4 separate regions of the Mus musculus genome follow, and all the other regions are linked to region 2. The links are chromatin contacts, called in public Hi-C, HiChIP or PLAC-seq and Micro-C maps. All regions are on one chromosome and are shown on one strand. The core of a region is the stretch at or near the end of the contact, and the rest is flanking DNA. Distances in the headings are between cores, read along the strand shown.

The links. Hi-C and Micro-C count contacts between places; a contact is called where the count stands out from the background. HiChIP or PLAC-seq counts read pairs in DNA pulled down with a chosen protein or histone mark.
Region 1: an H3K4me3 HiChIP or PLAC-seq map of bone marrow-derived macrophages shows a contact between it and region 2, with 2.4 times the contacts expected there. The contact joins the promoter of 4930417O22Rik here to the promoter of Slc25a39 in region 2. A contact is called at or near these places in 2 of 115 datasets of contacts at active chromatin or transcription factors (bone marrow-derived macrophages and pancreatic cancer cells).
Region 3: a contact with region 2 is called in a Micro-C map of embryonic stem cells, with 3 times the contacts expected there. The contact joins the promoter of Meioc here to the promoter of Slc25a39 in region 2. A contact is called at or near these places in 7 of 39 promoter capture datasets (the 3T3-L1 cell line, the HPC-7 cell line, cranial neural crest and 4 more), 1 of 484 Hi-C or Micro-C datasets (embryonic stem cells) and 2 of 115 datasets of contacts at active chromatin or transcription factors (craniofacial prominence and pancreatic cancer cells).
Region 4: a contact with region 2 is called in a Hi-C map of regulatory T cells, with 6 times the contacts expected there. The contact joins the promoter of Mpp2 here to the promoter of Slc25a39 in region 2. A contact is called at or near these places in 1 of 39 promoter capture datasets (hippocampal neurons), 4 of 484 Hi-C or Micro-C datasets (embryonic fibroblasts, embryonic stem cells and regulatory T cells), 6 of 115 datasets of contacts at active chromatin or transcription factors (T-cell acute lymphoblastic leukemia, embryonic basal ganglia, embryonic stem cells and 3 more) and 2 of 9 other capture datasets (adipose tissue and pancreatic islet).

The regions. Positions count from the first base shown.
Region 1 is chr11:101,949,940-101,953,835 of GRCm38.p6, reverse strand. It overlaps 4930417O22Rik (RIKEN cDNA 4930417O22 gene), which reads right to left and starts at 1,415. Exons shown (of 4, transcript NR_045806.1): 1 at 1,357-1,415.
Region 2 is chr11:102,405,751-102,409,937 of GRCm38.p6, reverse strand. Slc25a39 (solute carrier family 25, member 39) reads left to right here and starts at 2,421. Exons shown (of 12, transcript NM_026542.3): 1 at 2,421-2,548; 2 at 3,284-3,383; 3 at 3,517-3,576; 4 at 3,688-3,732; 5 at 4,112-4,187. The coding sequence starts at 3,299.
Region 3 is chr11:102,663,334-102,667,552 of GRCm38.p6, reverse strand. Meioc (meiosis specific with coiled-coil domain) reads right to left here and starts at 1,968. Exons shown (of 8, transcript NM_001127576.2): 1 at 1,723-1,968; 2 at 1,068-1,217. The coding sequence starts at 1,788.
Region 4 is chr11:102,085,444-102,089,883 of GRCm38.p6, reverse strand. Mpp2 (membrane protein, palmitoylated 2 (MAGUK p55 subfamily member 2)) reads left to right here and starts at 1,369. Exons shown (of 13, transcript NM_016695.4): 1 at 1,369-1,464.

The DNA of each region.
Region 1 (3,896 bases), core at 166-2,665, 460 kb after region 2:
CCACCATGATGTTATCCAGCATGAAGGTCCTCACCAGAAGTCATACAAATCTTCTTAGGCTTCCAGAGTCGTGAGCAAAAAAAGCACACCTCTAAATAAATTAACTAGCCTCAGGTAGTTAACCACCGAAAATGAACCAAGGCAGTTCTAATACAAAACCACTTCCCTTCCCTGTTCAAACCACAGTGCCCTATTATCTAAAAGATAAACTTCAAGCCAAGCTTTTAGGTTGCCAGTATTTATGTAACAACAAGGCCCGTTGACACACATCTGTAACTCCTAGTACTGGGCCTCAGGGGCAGAGACAGGTGGAGCCCTGGAGTTTGAATTCCAGGTTCTGTGAGAAACTCTGTCTGAAAAGACAATATGGTGAGTGACCCGGGAGGATATCTGATATTGACTTCTGGCCAACACACAGCCATCTCTGCACATCTGTAGTTGCAAGCCTTTTGCACTAAGTTTGGCCAGAGTCAGAGTTTGCAAGTGTTTGTGGACTGAATGCACGTGTTGCTGGTGATCTACAAAGTCACCCTCCTTCTCAAGCTAGCAGCACTGGCTTCGGCCAGCTGCTCATTCAAGCCTCTTTGCAGAGTCATCACGGGGATGGGGGAGCAGGGCCCCTCCCTAGAACACCAAGCCTGTGGTTGTTTATTCAGGACATTATTGAGGGCCAAGATGACAGATAACTCTATCACTTGGCCAACAGTCGGGTGTTGCGGTGTTAGGTTATTTCTGTGTCTGCAGAAAACAGTGCAACCTGGACAAAAGAAATAAATGATATCATTTTTCATTCAGGCAACTAGATTCCGTGGTACAAAAGGCTCCCTGGGGAACGAGGCCGGGACAGCGCGGCTCCTGAGTCGCTATTTCCGTCTGTCAACTTCTCTAATCTCTTGATTTCCTCCCTCTGTCTGTTTCCTTCCTCTTGCTGGGGCCCAGTGGAGTCTGTGTACTCACAGGGAGGAGGGTGGCAAAGCCCTGGTCCTCTACGGGCTGGGGGAAGGGGGGAAGCTGTCGGCCCAGTGACTTTTTCCCCTTTCTCTTTTTCTTAGAAACCAGTCTCAATTTAAGATAATGAGTCTCCTCATTCACGTGTGCTCACTATTCATAGGGACTTATCCACCCCCGCCCTGTCAATCTGGCTAAGTAAGACAAGTCAAATTTAAAAGGGAACGTTTTTCTAAAAATGTGGCTGGACCGTGTGCCGGCACGAAACCAGGGATGGCGGTCTAAGTTACATGCTCTCTGCCAGCCCCGGTGCCTTTTCCTTTCGGAAAGGAGACCCGGAGGTAAAACGAAGTTGCCAACTTTTGATGATGGTGTGCGCCGGGTGACTCTTTAAAATGTCATCCATACCTGGGATAGGGAAGGCTCTTCAGGGAGTCATCTAGCCCTCCCTTCAGGAAAAGATTCCACTTCCGGTTTAGTTAGCTTCCACCTGGTCCCTTATCCGCTGTCTCTGCCCACTAGTCCTCATCCATCCGGTTTCCGCCCTCATCCACCTTGCCCTTTTAGTTCCTAGAAAGCAGCACCGTAGTCTTGGCAGGTGGGCCATTGGTCACTCCGCTACCACTGTTACCATGGCCACCAAGGTGTCATTTAAATATGAGCTCACTGAGTCCTGCGGGATGGCTTGGTTGGTAATATGCTTGCTGCAAAATCGTGAGAACTGGAGTTCAATTCCCAGCACATGGATGTATTTCCAGCACCTGGAAGGCAGGGAGCAGAGATCTTAAAGCTCCTGGCCAGACAGCCCAGCCTAATTAGTAATCAGTGAGAGACCCTGTCTCAAGAAACAAGATGGAACATCAAAGGTCAACCTCTTGTCTCCACACACACAAATACACACATGCACATACATCCACACACAGGCAAACACATGCACACACCTGAACACCCTCCACAAATACATACATAAAAAAATAAATACATACACACATACATACATACACCAACATTCCCTCTCCTTAGTCTCCTGGCTACGCTCTTGTCACCCCCACTAAGGCTTCAACTTCTTCTATTTCTTCATCTTGACTCCTCTGTACTTTGCATGCCTTTTCCAGCAAAGGCTTTTCTTTAAATCTCCGTCATTCATAAACTCCCTCTAAATTTCTTCCCCTGCCCTTTTCTTTCTCTCTAGGGAGATAAAGACACACACTACAAAGTCACCGTGGGACCAGTTTATTCACCCACCCACCCCTGCTTCTGTTCATCCGGCCAGCTAAGTAGTCCAACCTCTCTGGTGCTGTACCCTGGACCCTGGCTTCACCACAGCTCCTCCATGCTACCCAGCCCTGCAAACCTTCAGCCTAGCCTCTGGTTCTCCAACCAGCACAGGCCCAGTCTGGCTTCTATGTCCTAGAAATCTCCTTCATTCTCTCCATTTCCCTCCTGAATCTACCACCTTCTTTCTCCCTTCTCCTGACCTCTAATGTCTTGGTCAAACGATTACAAGGAAGCCAATGAAATTAGCAGTTTGGGGTACCTCAGAGTCAGCAGGGGAGCTGGGATGAATTCACATTTCCAGGCCTTTGCTTTGCTCCCCGGATTCTGACAGGCAGTTCCGAAGCTGAGTCCAGGAAGCTGAATTTAAAATCACACTCCAGCTGGGTTCTGAGGCAGCCCTACCACATCAGCTGGCCCTGACTGAGCTGTGTCTGGGTGGCAGTGGTGCTGGTGGTGCTGGTGGTGCTGGTGGTGGTGGTGGTGGTGGTGGTGGTGGTGGTGGTGGTGTGTGTGTGTGTTTTCTGCTTTTACAAAACTTTTCTAATTCTTATACAAAGGACAAATCTGCCTCATATAGGCAGAAAGATGACTTATGCCTATATAAGATATAAAGATGACTTTATGCCACTTATTAGCAATAGTTACTGTCAAAAGTAATTCTATTTATACACCCTTATACATGGTATTGCTTTTGTTGGAGACTCTAAAATCCAGATTATGTATTTAAAAAAAAATTCCCCAGTCCTTAAAAGGTGAAGAATGGACCCAGATAGAAGGTCACGGCACAAGTATGGAGTCGGAGTGTGGAGTCCTGCCAATGGTCTGGACAGAAGCATCCAGAGAGGGTCCAAGACAAATGCCTCGCCTCCTAAGGAACACTGGCAGCCCTGATGAGGTACCAGAGATTGCTAAGTGGAGGAATACAGGATCAGACCCATGGAGGGGCTTAAAGCGTGACTGTAGCAGCCCTCCGCTGAGGGGCTCCAGGTGGGCGCCCAAGGTGCTGCAGTGGGAGCCACATGAGAGGTGATGTCTTGGAGTCACCTCGGGTACCATTGTTTAGGGAGGTGGGGATTTGTGGTGTGGAGACAGGCAGCCTCAAGGATGCTTTTCAACAATGGTTGATGAGTTGGAACTAAAACAGGGGCCATCACACTGGCTCCCATAGCTCTGGGCTTGCCAGCTTCCACATCTGCCCCCCACCCCCTGTCTGGCACCAGCTCAAGCTCTGTGATTCTACACATCCAAAAGAGGAAGAGTAGCCTACTGGGCATGCCACCTCTTCTGGACCATCAGGTGAGAGTGTGGCAAGCCCTAGGCTCCTGTCCAGGATGCAGGGCTGCCAGATAGGATGCTCAGCTATCTCCTGAGCTGGAACTATTTTAGGAATAAGGATTATGCCCGCCCGGGGTTGGCCAGCACCCCAGCAGCCTGTGCTTGCGTAAAAGCAAGTGCTGTTGATTTATCTAAAAACAGAGCCGTGGACCCACCCACAGGACAAGTATGTATGCATCTGTTTCATGTATCTGAAAAGCGACACAACCATTTTTCACATCATGGCATCTTCCTAACCCCCATTCTTTTTTGTTTTGTTTTTTTGAGACAGGGTTTCTCTGTGTAGTCCTGGCTGTCCTGGAACTCACTTTGTAGACCAGGCTGGCCTCGAACTC
Region 2 (4,187 bases), core at 1,172-3,671:
GGGGTGGGGGGGGGATTCAGTGGCTGGACAGAGGCTCTGGCTCTTTGCCTCTGGAAAGTCCCGCTAGATGGTGACAGTGTTGGCCTTAGACAGAGAGTTGTTGCTTAGATCTTGATATTGGATTGAAGTTCTGCCTCTACCTGGAAATGTTTCCACAGGCTTTGGGGATGCAAGCTGGAGGTCTCCCAGCTCCTGCCCTCCCTGGGGCTTGCCCTGCTCGAGCTCCTGGCCAGGCCAGCTTTGATACCAGTTCATTCCATCTGCTGCTCCGTTCTCAGAAGTCTCAGTGAGAAGTGATTGCTTGGGCCTTTTTATCTGTATGATGGCCACAAGCTGCCTCCAGGGCCCCTGGAAACTCACTGCTTCCTCCAGGTCTGTAGTTCTAGTAACCTCGTTACTCCGGACATTCCTACAGACTGCAGATGGCCTCGGACAGACACTGGGAGTCATGTTGCTGAGGCAGTGACCTCATTGAGAGCAAATAGGATCTTTTGAGTGACTTCAGGGGACTCTTTTCTCATCTATAAACTGGAAGTTGGGGTAAGGGGTGGGCAAAGAATTAATTACCGCTGGTTATGGTCTTTCATGCCTGTAATCCCAGCATCTGGGAGGCAGGAGTTCGAAGTAATTCTTGCCTAAACATGGAGTTTCGGGTTAGCCTGGGCTATGAGTCACTGCTTCAAAACAAACAGAAAATAAAGCCAAACCCCAAATCATAAACAAGAAAGGGAGGGAGGGAGAGAGGGAGAGAGAGAGGGGGAGAGAAGAGATTATACACAGGGCCTTCAGTTTTCTTCTCTACAGAATAGAAAAATCATCTCTGCTCAGAAACGTGGTAAAACATTAACTTTGAGGTTGAAATGGCCTTAGCAGGCGCTGGATTCCCAACTGAACCGACAGCTTATGAAACGACTTTTGTGTTACCTTTTTTTTTTTTTTTTTTTTGGTTTTTCGAGACAAGGTTTCTCTATATAGCCCTGGCTGTCCTGGAACTCACTTTGTAGACCAGGCTGGCCTCGAGCTCAGAAATCCGTCTGCCACTGCCTCCCAAGTGCTGGGATTAAAGGCGTGCGCCACCATGCCCAGCTTTTGTGTTACTTTTAAGCCAGGTTTGGGGTGAGAGGACACAGGATAGGACAGGGCAGCACAAGCGACACTTCACTCGTGACTCTCCTGCCGCCTCTGCCTCACGGCCAACCGACTGCCCGGGCCTTTTGATCATTGGCTGCTTTCCTAACTACCCGTTTGCTCTCACTCCGCCCCCAAAGCTGGAGGATCCGAGCCATGGAAATGCCGAAAGGGTTTTCTCAGGGTAAAGTTATGGTTGGCCACTTGGAATCCACGTGCTAGCTGGGCTGGCTGGGCGGCTCCAGCGCGGTCTGCAACCAGTTGGGGACTGAGGGGCGGAGACGGTAGTGACGTCAAAGCCGCGGCCTTTTCTTCTTAAAGGTGCAGCCTCACACCGCGTGTTCCAGTTTCTGTTAACACCGTTTTAGCTTGGAAGTCTTAGAGGCGAGGCGGGCGGTGGGGTGCCGGGTACTGAGCTGGTGCGGAAACAGCGCTGTTTGCAAGCCCACCGGGGAAGGCAGCGGCAAAAGTTTTAACTTGAGTCCATTTCATTTTCTGTAAAATGGGGGTACCTACGTCTGTAATTACCTACTATGAAAAGTTTTGGTAGAGGCCATTTCTGGCCTACATTGGAAACTATGCCAGCAAAGGTTACGTAGATCGTCTTGGGGGAAAGAAACAAAAAACTTCTAAGTATTAAAAGTGGTAACAGTCTAAGATCTGTCGCGAAACACTGGTTTTCTTTCTTGCTCTACGTTCTCTGTGTCCTCGGCCCAAAGAGGTCCTGTAAATTTGCCCAGGGCCACACCACGTCTAGCCCAGGTTGCAGGTCGGCTGACAAGGCTGCCCTGCAGGTCATAAAGCGTTCTGGGGTTGCAACCCCGTTTCATCATCCGTAAAAGAGGATGGTGATTCCAGCCAACAGGCTCGCCATAAATCGTAAACTCCCGCCACGGAGCTAAGTGGGCAGATGTTTGCCATTGCTGTCCCACACTCTGATGACCTTGAAGAACCGACCCTCGCGGCAGCTGCCTCGTAAAAGGACGCGGAGCAGCAATACCCAAGCGGTCAGGAAAGTTCCAGCGATCGCAGGTCTGGACTCCCCGGACAACACTCCTGCAGGGCGTGGGCAGAGGAGAGCTACTGGAGCCGGGTGCAAGCGCCGTCCAGTCGGCGACCTTGACCTGCCGGCCGCAAGGAGCGCGGGGCCGCGGCGACCCGCCCACGCGGCCGCGGCGCAAGGGCGGAACTGGGGGGGTGGGAGGAGGGCCGCGAGTGGGCGGAGCTCGTTGCACTCCGTGCGCGCGGCCGGTCGGCCACGGGGCGGGGCTTCGCCTTCTGGGGGCGGAGCCGGTCTCACCGCTCTCCCGGGCGGCCGCTGTGCGAAGCGGGCACGCGCGGACCCTGCACCGGCCGCGGAGCCGCTATGGGCCCGCCAGGCCCCTGGCGTGGCGCGGCGCAAGGACCGGCTCCGAGCCAGGTGGGCGGGCCTGGGCTGGAGTGGGTTCTCCGAGGGTCCCCGGCTGGGAGGGGAATCGAGGCCGCGGGAAGGGGGTGGGCCTCTCCGTGAACCCCTTTACTGGGCCTGGGCATGGAGTGCGGCCGAGTCTCGGTGAAAGGGTTTGTTACTAGGTCTCTGCTTCCATCTCCGCGGCTTGTGTTTAAGAGAGAGAGGAGGCAGACAGAGAATGTCCTGCCATCCAGGCCTCACGGCCTGTCCTCTCTGGCCCCAGGCAGGCAGTGTGGGGGAGGGCCAGCAATCTTGGGAAGGAAGGTGGACCTTCCTCTATCAGCAGATTTGTTTACACGTTTCTCTCGGTGCCCGACTCGACCTCTCCTCGCCCGGGGCGCTCATGTGTCCGCCCAGATGTTGGGTGGAGGGGCTCAGGTGTTTGATCTTTCGGCCTCTGGTCTGGAGGAGCATGTGGCTGAGAAAATAGCCATCACTGTCTTTGGCCGACGGCTATTCTAGCTTCTTTCCAAACGAATGACGTAACCTTGAAGGTCACAGCAACCTTTGAGCCTTAGTTTTCCCCTCGGCAAAGTGAGCACATTTCTAGATTTTAAAGATTATAGAGGCAAACTCTGGATGAGACCTGAGTGCGCTGTCGTTAAAGTCCCAGAGCACCTTAGCTCATGCTTGCTCCCCACTCCCCCCACTCAGGCCTGCCTTGTCAGGGGGTAAGCTCCATTTGACTGTGGTGTGTGTTTTCAGGATTGAAATTCCAAGATGGATGATCAGGACCCTGGGGGCATTAGCCCCCTTCAGCAAATGGTGGCCTCAGGAGCCGGGGCTGTGGTCACCTCCCTCTTCAGTAAGACCTGGGGAGATGGGGGATGGGGCAGCTGGGGGTTAATGTGGGCTAAAGGTTGGAGGCAGTTTGGTTCTGATAAAGAAGAGGGTGAGTGGTGTCCTGAAGGAACCTTCAGACCTACCTCCTTCCCCAGTGACACCCCTGGATGTGGTGAAGGTCCGCCTTCAGTCTCAGAGACCCTCGGCAACCAGCGGTGAGTACCAGATCAAGGCGAGCTGCCTGACAAAATAAGGATTTCCCAGAGATGGGGTTCTAGTGGGGGAGGCTGCATTCCTGACCACCAGGGCTGACCTTTGTGTTTCAGAATTGACAACTCCCTCCAGATTCTGGAGTCTCTCCTACACCAAATGTGAGTGCCCCAAGCCCCAGGCCCTTGGGAGGGCCCAGGGAAGAAGTGTTGAGTATCCCTCGAGTACCTGGGTTACCCATGATCATAGAGTAGTACATGAGCCCAGCAGTGGTGGTGCACGGTGCGCACCTTTAATGTCCCACTTGGGAAGCAGAGGCAGGCGGATTTCTGAGTTTGAGGCCAGCCTGGTCTATGGAGTGAGTTCCAGGACAGCCAGGGCTACACAGAGAAACCCTCTCTCGAGATCCCCTCCTGCCCCCCCATACTTTGAGGCCACATTAGTCAGCTTTCTGACACTGGAATAGCCACATATTGACCCAGCTATGTCACCCAGCAAGGCTCCAGGCCCTTCCACCCTAATGTCCGTTCCCTTTCCCAGCATCCTCCGCTCTACAGTCCCCAGGGAAGTGCCTCCTATACTGCAATGGAGTCCTGGAGCCCCTGTACCTGTGCCC
Region 3 (4,219 bases), core at 719-3,218, 260 kb before region 2:
TTTAGTGAGGTAAACAGCACGTAATTAAAGACACTGTAAAGAAAATTAAAGGTATAAAAAAATTTACCTTTAAAATTGCAAGTATGTTTGAAATTAAAAACTAAAAGGCATTACAATACATGCTTAAAATAAAACAATATTTAGTCTTGCTAAATAACTTTCTTACTTGCTAAATTAATTTTTACATTACTGACATGTTATATACTAAGGACAGAAAGGGAATGAGCCAATGAAAAAAGTCTTTTCTTGGAGGGCTGGAGAGGTTAAGAGCACTGGCTGCTCTTCTGAAGGATCAACGATCAATGGCAGCTTGCAACGCCGGCAAAACTACCATACATATACAAAAAAATAAATTATTGTTTTCGTTTTCTCAAGACAGGGTTTCTCTGTGTAGCCCTGGCTGTCCTTGAATTCACTTTGTAGACCAGGCTGGCTTCGAACTCAAGAGATCTGCCTGCCTCTGCCTCCCGAGTGCTGGAATTACAGGTGTGCACCAACACTGCCTGGCTTAAATTTCTTTTTTAAATTAAAAAAAAATTTTCCCCATGTCCAAAACCAAGTGTGTACTGTGCAAACTCTAAAATATTCTCCTCTGGACCAGTCGGTTGGGCGGCAGGGTGCTTGCTGCTGATCCTGAGGACCTGAGTTCAATCCTGAGGACCTGAGTTCAATCCCTAGGACCCACGTGGTGGACGCTGAGAACTGAAAAGTTCTCCAACCTCCATCTGTTGTCATGCCACGTCTCTGTGGCCCCTCCACCATAAAACCACCATAAAATAAACACATATATACATATATATGTATATATAATTTAAAAAATTTTGGTGTCTATACAGAACTTAATAATAATAATAGTAAAAGAAGCCCGTTTTCCCCAGCTTCTAATTCTGACTGGAGTTTTTTTTAACATGTATGGGACTGGAGCTGAAGGTCCTGGGTTTGCGTTTGGTGGTGGGGAAACTACAAAGGGAGCGGGGTGGGGAGAGGATTGGGGGGCGGGGTGGGGAGAGGGTTGGGGGGGGAGGGCTGGGGGGAGGACGAGCAAAGTCTTGAATTTGTTAATGGACCTGAGACTTGTAGCAATCATAGAAGGGCGCCGAGCCGGTCAGCATCATGCTGTTGAAGACGTCGGATAATCTATTGCTGGTGTCGACGCTGAGGTTCCAGCACCGATTCGCGCTTCCACGGAACGCCGCCGCGGCCGCCGCCACCTTCGGCTGCTCGGAAACGGGGGAAAAGCCGGGTGGTCACGGAGCGCCGCGCAGCTGGGGCTGTAGCCTGGGCCGTCTAACTGCAGATCCTTAGGGGACACTAACTCGGGCCCCCCAACCCCGCTCCCTCGTTTCCTCTTCAAGCCCTCCTCCCCACCCCGTCACTGCGCCTCAGCTCTGAGACGCGCGACGGCGGCGGCAGCGGCCCTCGACGGCCCTGACAGACGCCTCCGCGCCATTGCGACTGGCTGACCGAGGTGGCGCCTCCGCTCTGAAGCCTCTGGGAGGTCAACCCTCGCCCAGACTCGCGACTTCGCAACCCTCCCCCACTCGCGACTCGGCCCGACGACATGTTGGGGCTCCCCCACCCGCGACCCGTAATCTCCCGTGTCGCCACCCCGCCACCACCCGGGCCTCCTTAAAGAAGAAGCACGCTGAGGGACGCGCCTTCTCCTCAGCGTCTCTCCCGGGGGCTGCCATCCTCGAAGTCCCCCCGACCCCCGCCAGTTACCTCAGGTCCCTCCCTCAGGCCTTGGGGGTGACGGGGCCGGCAGGTGTCTCCGCCGCTCACCTCCATGGGGGCCCCCCAGCTCCTCCTGAGCTAGTTAACAGCTCCCGGGGTACGGGGGTGAGGGAGGACGTCGAGGCCCAGCTCCCTCAGCCCGCACCCCACCGCTACCGCTGCCGCAGCCGCCGTCGGCGCTGCCAGGAGCCGCTCTGTGGGTGGGGGGCCGAGCCGAGACGGTGCGACGAAGAGGCCGTTACATTGCTCCCCGCGCCTCGCGACTAGGCACCGGCCGCCGGCGCCCCGCCCACGCCCACGCCCAGGAGGCCCCTCATCTCGCACCCCTCATTGGCCCGCGGCCCAGCCAATGGGCGACCGCCTCCAGGGTCTGTTGCCCCCCCAGAGACAAGACTAAGAAGGAGCAGTTAGCCGACTTCGCCCTAGGCTTGCTCTCAGGCCAGGGCTGAAGATGTTTCCCGCTCAAAGGAAGCTCGCTCGGGATTGGCCAGAACGGACGAGCACAGGCCCGCTGATTGGCTGATGGGAGGCGCGCGCGCCTACTGGCTTGGTAGCGGTGGTTGGGAGATTAGAGAAATCGCACAGCAACAGGCCGATGACCCGAAAGCCCTCCGCCCGGCACCCGAGGGCACCCGAGGCCAACATCTTCGTTTTGGGTCTTGTTCTCCGCCCCTAGTTCCCAGAACTCTACAGAGCCGCCAGCCCAGTAGACTGTTGTAGCCTTTTTCAGAGGGCAAAGAAACGAAACCCTTGTAGAGCTTAAATGGTGAGAGCTGTCCGCTGTCCTGGGACCAGGTTTCCTTTAGGGTGAAGGTGTTTTGACTATTAAATATGAATATGACTTTTCAAGGAAACTTCACCCTGAATTTTTGTTTGTTTTGTTTTGAGTTTGTTGTTGTTATTTAGCTAGTAATAGTAATTTAGCTAAAAATAGTTTGCTGTTTTCTAGCTATTCCGGCGACCTTACGAGATGATGACATAGTCTGATTAGGGTCTTAGAAAAATGCAAAGTCCTCAAAAATGTGTGTATGCGCGAGCACGGAGAAGGGGGGCACTGAAATTTTAAAGGAGTAAACACAGGCGTTTTAAGGGTGTTTGCACTTCAAATCAAAATTTGAGACGCACCGGATTAATCATTTAGCTCGGGCACTAATGAGGTAGATTAGGGGGATGAGTTTACTGGCCCACGCAGACCTGACGGTTTTTTCAGATGCATAACCATCTATAACTCAAGATGGGGAATGACAGAGGAAATACACCATATCAAACTCTGGCTTCCAACACAGACACAAATGGGCAAGTACGTGCGCATGGGCACACACACACAAACTTTAAAAAAGAGATTTGGTGTTGGGGTGATAGTAAATTACTTGCCGTCAAGTATGAGAACCTAAGTCTCATCTTCAAAACCGATGGCAAAAAAAATCCCAGGTGTGATAAATGTGTAATCCCAGCGCTTGGGAGGTCCAGTTGGATCACGGGGCCTCACTGGCCGACCAGTGTACCTCCTCAGCAAGGACCTATCTCCAAAGACAAGGTGGGGGACAGTGAGATGGCTCAATAGGTAAAAGCAAGACTGATGGTTGAGTTTGAGCCATCATGCAATGTGAGAATCAACTCCACCAAGTTGTCTGCTGGTCTCCCCATGTGTTCTGTATTGCATCTACTTCCATACACATATATATCCTAATGATAAACATGATAAACACATATATGCCCATATAATAGATTAAAAAAAATTTTGTTGTTGTTTAGAGAGTCTTTACATAGCCCTTGCTTTCCAGGGGCTCACTTTATAGACCAGGCTGACCTCAAACTCACAGAGATCCACCTGCCTCTGATGTAAGTGCTGGAATTAAAAGCATGCATCAACTGCCTGACTCTGATATAATTCTTAAACTTAAAAAATGATCGATGGGTGGGGCAGTTCACTGAATTTGAGGCTAGCCTGGTCTATGGAGCATATACCAGGACAGCTGGTGCTACACAGAGAAACCCCGTCTCAAAAAAACAAAACAAAATGTCTAAGTATAAGGTGGCTAGCATCTGAGTTTTGAAACCTGAAGTAGGTGTCTGGCCTCCACATGGAAGCTATTCCATAACAGTTTCCTCGGAGATTGAAACATTCCATCGTGCAGGGAAGCCCCTTAAGCAGGAAGGCTAACAACTCAGAAGGGTTGAAGGAAGTCCCCGAACCTGACCAGAGTCACTGGGCCCTTCCTCACCAGATTAAGCCATAAAAGCTCAGAGTCTCTCTCAGAACAGCCAACCTACCAAAAATAAACAATTTTTTAAAAAAGCCAAACCCACACCAGACTGCTGCCTGGGAGAAGCAGAAACCAGCTAAGATGCCTGGAAGAGGTTTAGACCAACTGGAAAGGACAGTTTTCAATTTGTTTAGCTGCCCGCAGGCTGCATTGTGTGCCACGTTCCCAGCTTTGTGAGCTGTCACACATGCTGGGGTGGTTCTTGGTGAATCAGCTCT
Region 4 (4,440 bases), core at 120-2,619, 320 kb after region 2:
GATGCAGTAAGTTTGCTGTGAATTGCTATGGGGGGTAATATTTGAGAAGTTTTGGGAGGAATCAAGATTTCTCTCCCCCACCCAACTAAGTGCAAACAGATTCTCTAAGCAGAGGTGAGTGGGTAAGATCCAAGGGAGTCTCCGAGGAAGGAGACCTCTTGTCCTGAGTTTAATTAGGAAGATCTAGTTTGGAAGCCTTTTTCCTCAGACAGAAGCCTGTAGTTCCAACCACCACCATCTGGGGTCGCTACAAAACTTTCTCTTCTCTAAGGAATAAGAGACGTGGGCTACTTAACAGCCTTTAGCATTTTGACCCATCGCTGGCTTTTCCCTACACCAATTCCCAACTGCTTCCCTTTGCTAACAGGGTCGGCTGGGACCACATCTAGACATGAATCCTCAAGTCAATTCATTTTCGAGATTTCCAAGCAAGTTTCCAGGATCTTAGAAGCTCAGTTATAAGAGGAAGATATAAACGCCCCGCTCCCCACCGAGCGCCTATTCCATAGGGTAGCGGAGGGGTTAGGGGGCACCCAAGTCAGGGAAGGCCCCGGCTTGCACAGACTGAATGAAGGCTGTTTTCCACTTGGGGCCACCAATAGTCTGAGGCTGTGCAGTATCTTTTACTAGCAGGTCTGGGAGGAGCCAGAGGCTGAGCAAGGCGGGCTAGCGGGCTTAACCCTTTGCTTTCTTCGTTTTGCTGCCTGAAATAGAATCTAGGGCCTCTCCTGCACGTTCAACCCACCAATGGAGCCGGACGCCGTCACTACTTATTTGTTGAAACGGGATTTAGGAGGGAGAGACTGTTTCTTCTGCTCTTGTGCCTTAAACAGAGGCAAGGATCAACTTCCCGCGTCAAGGCTAAAATTAGGATCTTGGTCCCTTTCATGAAAAAACACAGTCCCACTCTCTTAAATTTTCTGTTTTTCTTCAAATTTTCTTAGAAGCAGGCATGTGCCGTATGACTATAACGCCACCCCCAGGCTTATCCCCTACCAGAGTTAGTGTCCTGATGTCCCCTTGCTTTTCCAAAACTGTGTTAGGAAAGGACAGACGAAGCGTTCAGGGGACTGGTACGCTGGACTAAGCGGTCCCGTTAAGGGGGGTGATCCCATCGCGCTCAGTTTCCCCCCCTTTCTTTTATTAAACATCATCGCCCTTTTAAAGAATTCCTACGCGCCAAGTAACACACGTTGGTCCTGCTCAGAGTTGGGGGTCGTGGGCTTTGCGGTGCCTGTTAACCACCACTTCCCCGCCCACCCGCCTGCTCCTGGGAGATTACTTTACAGTGGACCGTAGGTTGCCGCGTCCCTTCCGTGTCCCAGCCCTCTCCTTTCTGTCTCCGCCCCTTCGCTCCTAGGAGACCTTGCCGCTTTAAGAGCGCGGCTAGCGATTGACAAGCAATAACCGCGGAGCGCCGGGCTGCGCGGAATCGCCCCAAGCTAGGGGCTCCCCAAAACGCAGGTAGGTATTCCTAGGCCCCTGGGCCAGCACCCACCTCAGAACCCTTGCCTCCTTTTCGACCTATCACCTACACTTGGGGATCCTATTCTCCAGGTCCAAACTCCTGGGCCCCTTCCCCAAGTCGCCCCACTCCCTCTCCAGCTGCAGCACTGGGCTCTCTGTGTGTGATGCCGGTAGGGAGAACCGAACCCCTCATCCCAGGGATGCTGGTTCCCATGCCAGCGATGAGGGCTCCAGAGGGACACCGGACACAGAGACGCTGAGCTGAGAGGAGCACAGGTATTTGCGCGGCCTCTCCAGGGTCTGTGTTGGGTTGGGGGGGGGGGGGGACTTCGGATCCCGGCATTACGTAAGAGCCGTGCTACTGGCGTTTCCGGCCCTGGGGGAGCTAGACTAAGATTGTACTGGGTCCCTTGGCACCCTGCACCCCAAGAGACCAACACCTCAGTCATTCCTGAGAGAGGGTTCTGGAGAGGGGCGGTCTGCTAACCTAGAGTGCCAGGCCAGGTCCAGGAGGTTGCAGGGTTTTGGAGCCAGGGTTTAAGGTATGGGGATTCCAGAGGGAATCAGCACCAGAAGCAAGGAGCCAGGGTCAGAAAGTTAGGTCAACTAAGGGGTAGTGGGGAATGAAGACCTGGGGGACGTGGGGGGGGGCAGTCATTCAGTGACCTCATCCCCTAGTCCCGGCGGGCACGCAAGCAAAGAACCTTCTTTGATGGCTCGCAACACGCCCCCTCCTTCCTAGGTCCTAGCGCCCGGCGGGTTAGGGCTGAATTGAAGGGGCGGGGGCAATCTGATTGTGAGTGCGGGCACGTCCGCCGGCTCCCTAGACCCCATCCTCCAGTCCTCAGTTATCTACAGTTCTCCCCATAACCGTGTCCGGCTCCAAAGTGCCTTTGTCAGGCGTTCGTCTTTCGCACCTCTCTGAGTCTGCACCGATGGAGCGGGGGTGGGTGGGAGGATGGAGGAAATCTCTCTCTTTGAAGCTGGCGGGCTTCACCTACACACCCGGGGGACGGGGGTTGGATAGCTTGGTGGCGGATGTGCGTGTGGAGGTGGGAGTGGGAGGGCCTTAGGTTTAGGCTTTTGGGCGCCGTGATGCTGGTTTCGTGATGACTGGGCCCGGGGACCTTGGCACGGAACCAGGCTAGCTTGCCTGGCACTGCCGTTCTCCTGTGGGCACGGGCGGCCCCGCCCTCTCAGAGGCTTGGGTGGGGGTGGGGCAGAGCGAGCCGACGCCGTGGGAACCAACTCCTCAGGGAGCAGACCCAGGCTTACTGGGCAGGACTCCTGGGCCTAGGGTTTCACACAGGCTCCTCCCTGGCTCTTCCCCGTTTCCCTGCTCCAGGAAAAGAGGAACCACAGCAAGCACCTCTAGTGGGGAGTATGGCCCAAGGCCTGAGAAGCTGTCCCCTGCTCTCTAGGAATAAGGACATGGAGTTGACAGAGGGGACACTGGCGCTGGCACAGTGTAACCTGGACATTTCTTTTAACCAGTGGTGCTAGCGTGAAAGGGGTTCCCCTCATCTCTCTCTCTCTCTCTCTCTCTCTCTCTCTCTCTGCAAGTTCGATTTTTCTGGAAAAGATCCGGGAGGAAAGGGAATCGTATCCCTCACCTTTGTCATTTGGTTTCTGGAGCTGTCATTATCTTAGGCTTGGGAGAGGGAGAGGGAGAGGGAGAGGGAGAGCGAAGAGGAGGAGGAAGAGGAGAGAGAGAGAGAGAGAGAGAGAGAGAGAGAGAGAGAGAGAGAGAGAGAATTTTATTAAAACCTGTAGTTGCTCCTCTGAGAATTATTTTGGGTTGGAGAGGGGAGAGGCTGGGAGGGTGGAGTGGCCCTATGGCTCCCCGTGTGGTGGTGGTGGGGATGCATTTAGTCTTAAAGTGGGCACTGCCAGCTGCTTCCCCCTACTCCCCCACCCTTGCTGAGAGCCACTGCCTCCTGTTGTCATGGCAACTGGGGAATTAGGGTTTTATCCAGTAACACATGCCCAGGAAGGCAAGGGGAGAAAGAGTAGTGGGTCACCCTGTTCTCCTTTCCACGGAGGATGAAGGAGCCAAGCTTAGCTTGGGAGACCCGGGGATGGGGATGGGACTGCAAACTCCATGCCTGCTTCTGGCTGCTGCCCTTCACTTCTCCCTGTCCCAACTCCTGGTGGAGAGAGAGAGAGAGAGAGAGAGAGAGAGAGAGAGAGAGAGAGAGAGAGAGAGAGAGAGAGAGAGAAAGAGCAGGAAAGGAAATATCATTTCTGTCAGCTGGACACCAGTGTTTGTGAGGGCACCCTCACCCGAAGGTTCTAGGCCTGGGGCACAGCGGCAGGTAGCGGACCTCAAGGCTGCCCCCTTGGACTTTCCAGGCCTGGGAAACTTTCCAGTGTTTGCTCATATCCTCGACGTCATTCTCCTTCCAGCTAAAGAAAGAACCAGAAAAAATATTATGTTTGGTTTGTTTGTTTTTGACATGAGTTCTCTACTCTCTATGTTTCCCAGGCTGATATGGGTTCAGAGGACCCTTTCTGCCTTGGCCTGAGGGGCTGGTACCACAGCACAGGTGGGCATTGCCATGCCCAATGAGAAATACTTTTTGTGGGGACAGTGGTGCCCAGCACTCGGGAGGCAGAGGCAAGCAGATCTCTGCGAGTTCTATGCCAGCTTGGTTTACAGGGTGAATTCCAGGAGCTCACAGAGAAATCCTGTCTTGAAAGCCAAAACAAACAATAAACAAACAAATAAACTAAAAACATAAGAGAAATAAAAAAGAGAAAAAATATCTAAGACACAAAACCTAGGTTTTCACCATAGCTTTCTTACCAGCTTTGGGGCCTTGAGGAAATTGATTAACCTCTCTGATCCTGTCTCCCCTGCCTCTGAGAAGGGGCATGCCATCTGCCTTTCTTGCTTTTCAGAGCACTTGGGGTCACTCTTGTAACCTAAGTTCCCGTTTCTGGGCAACACTACCTTCCTGCCTTATGGCTGTT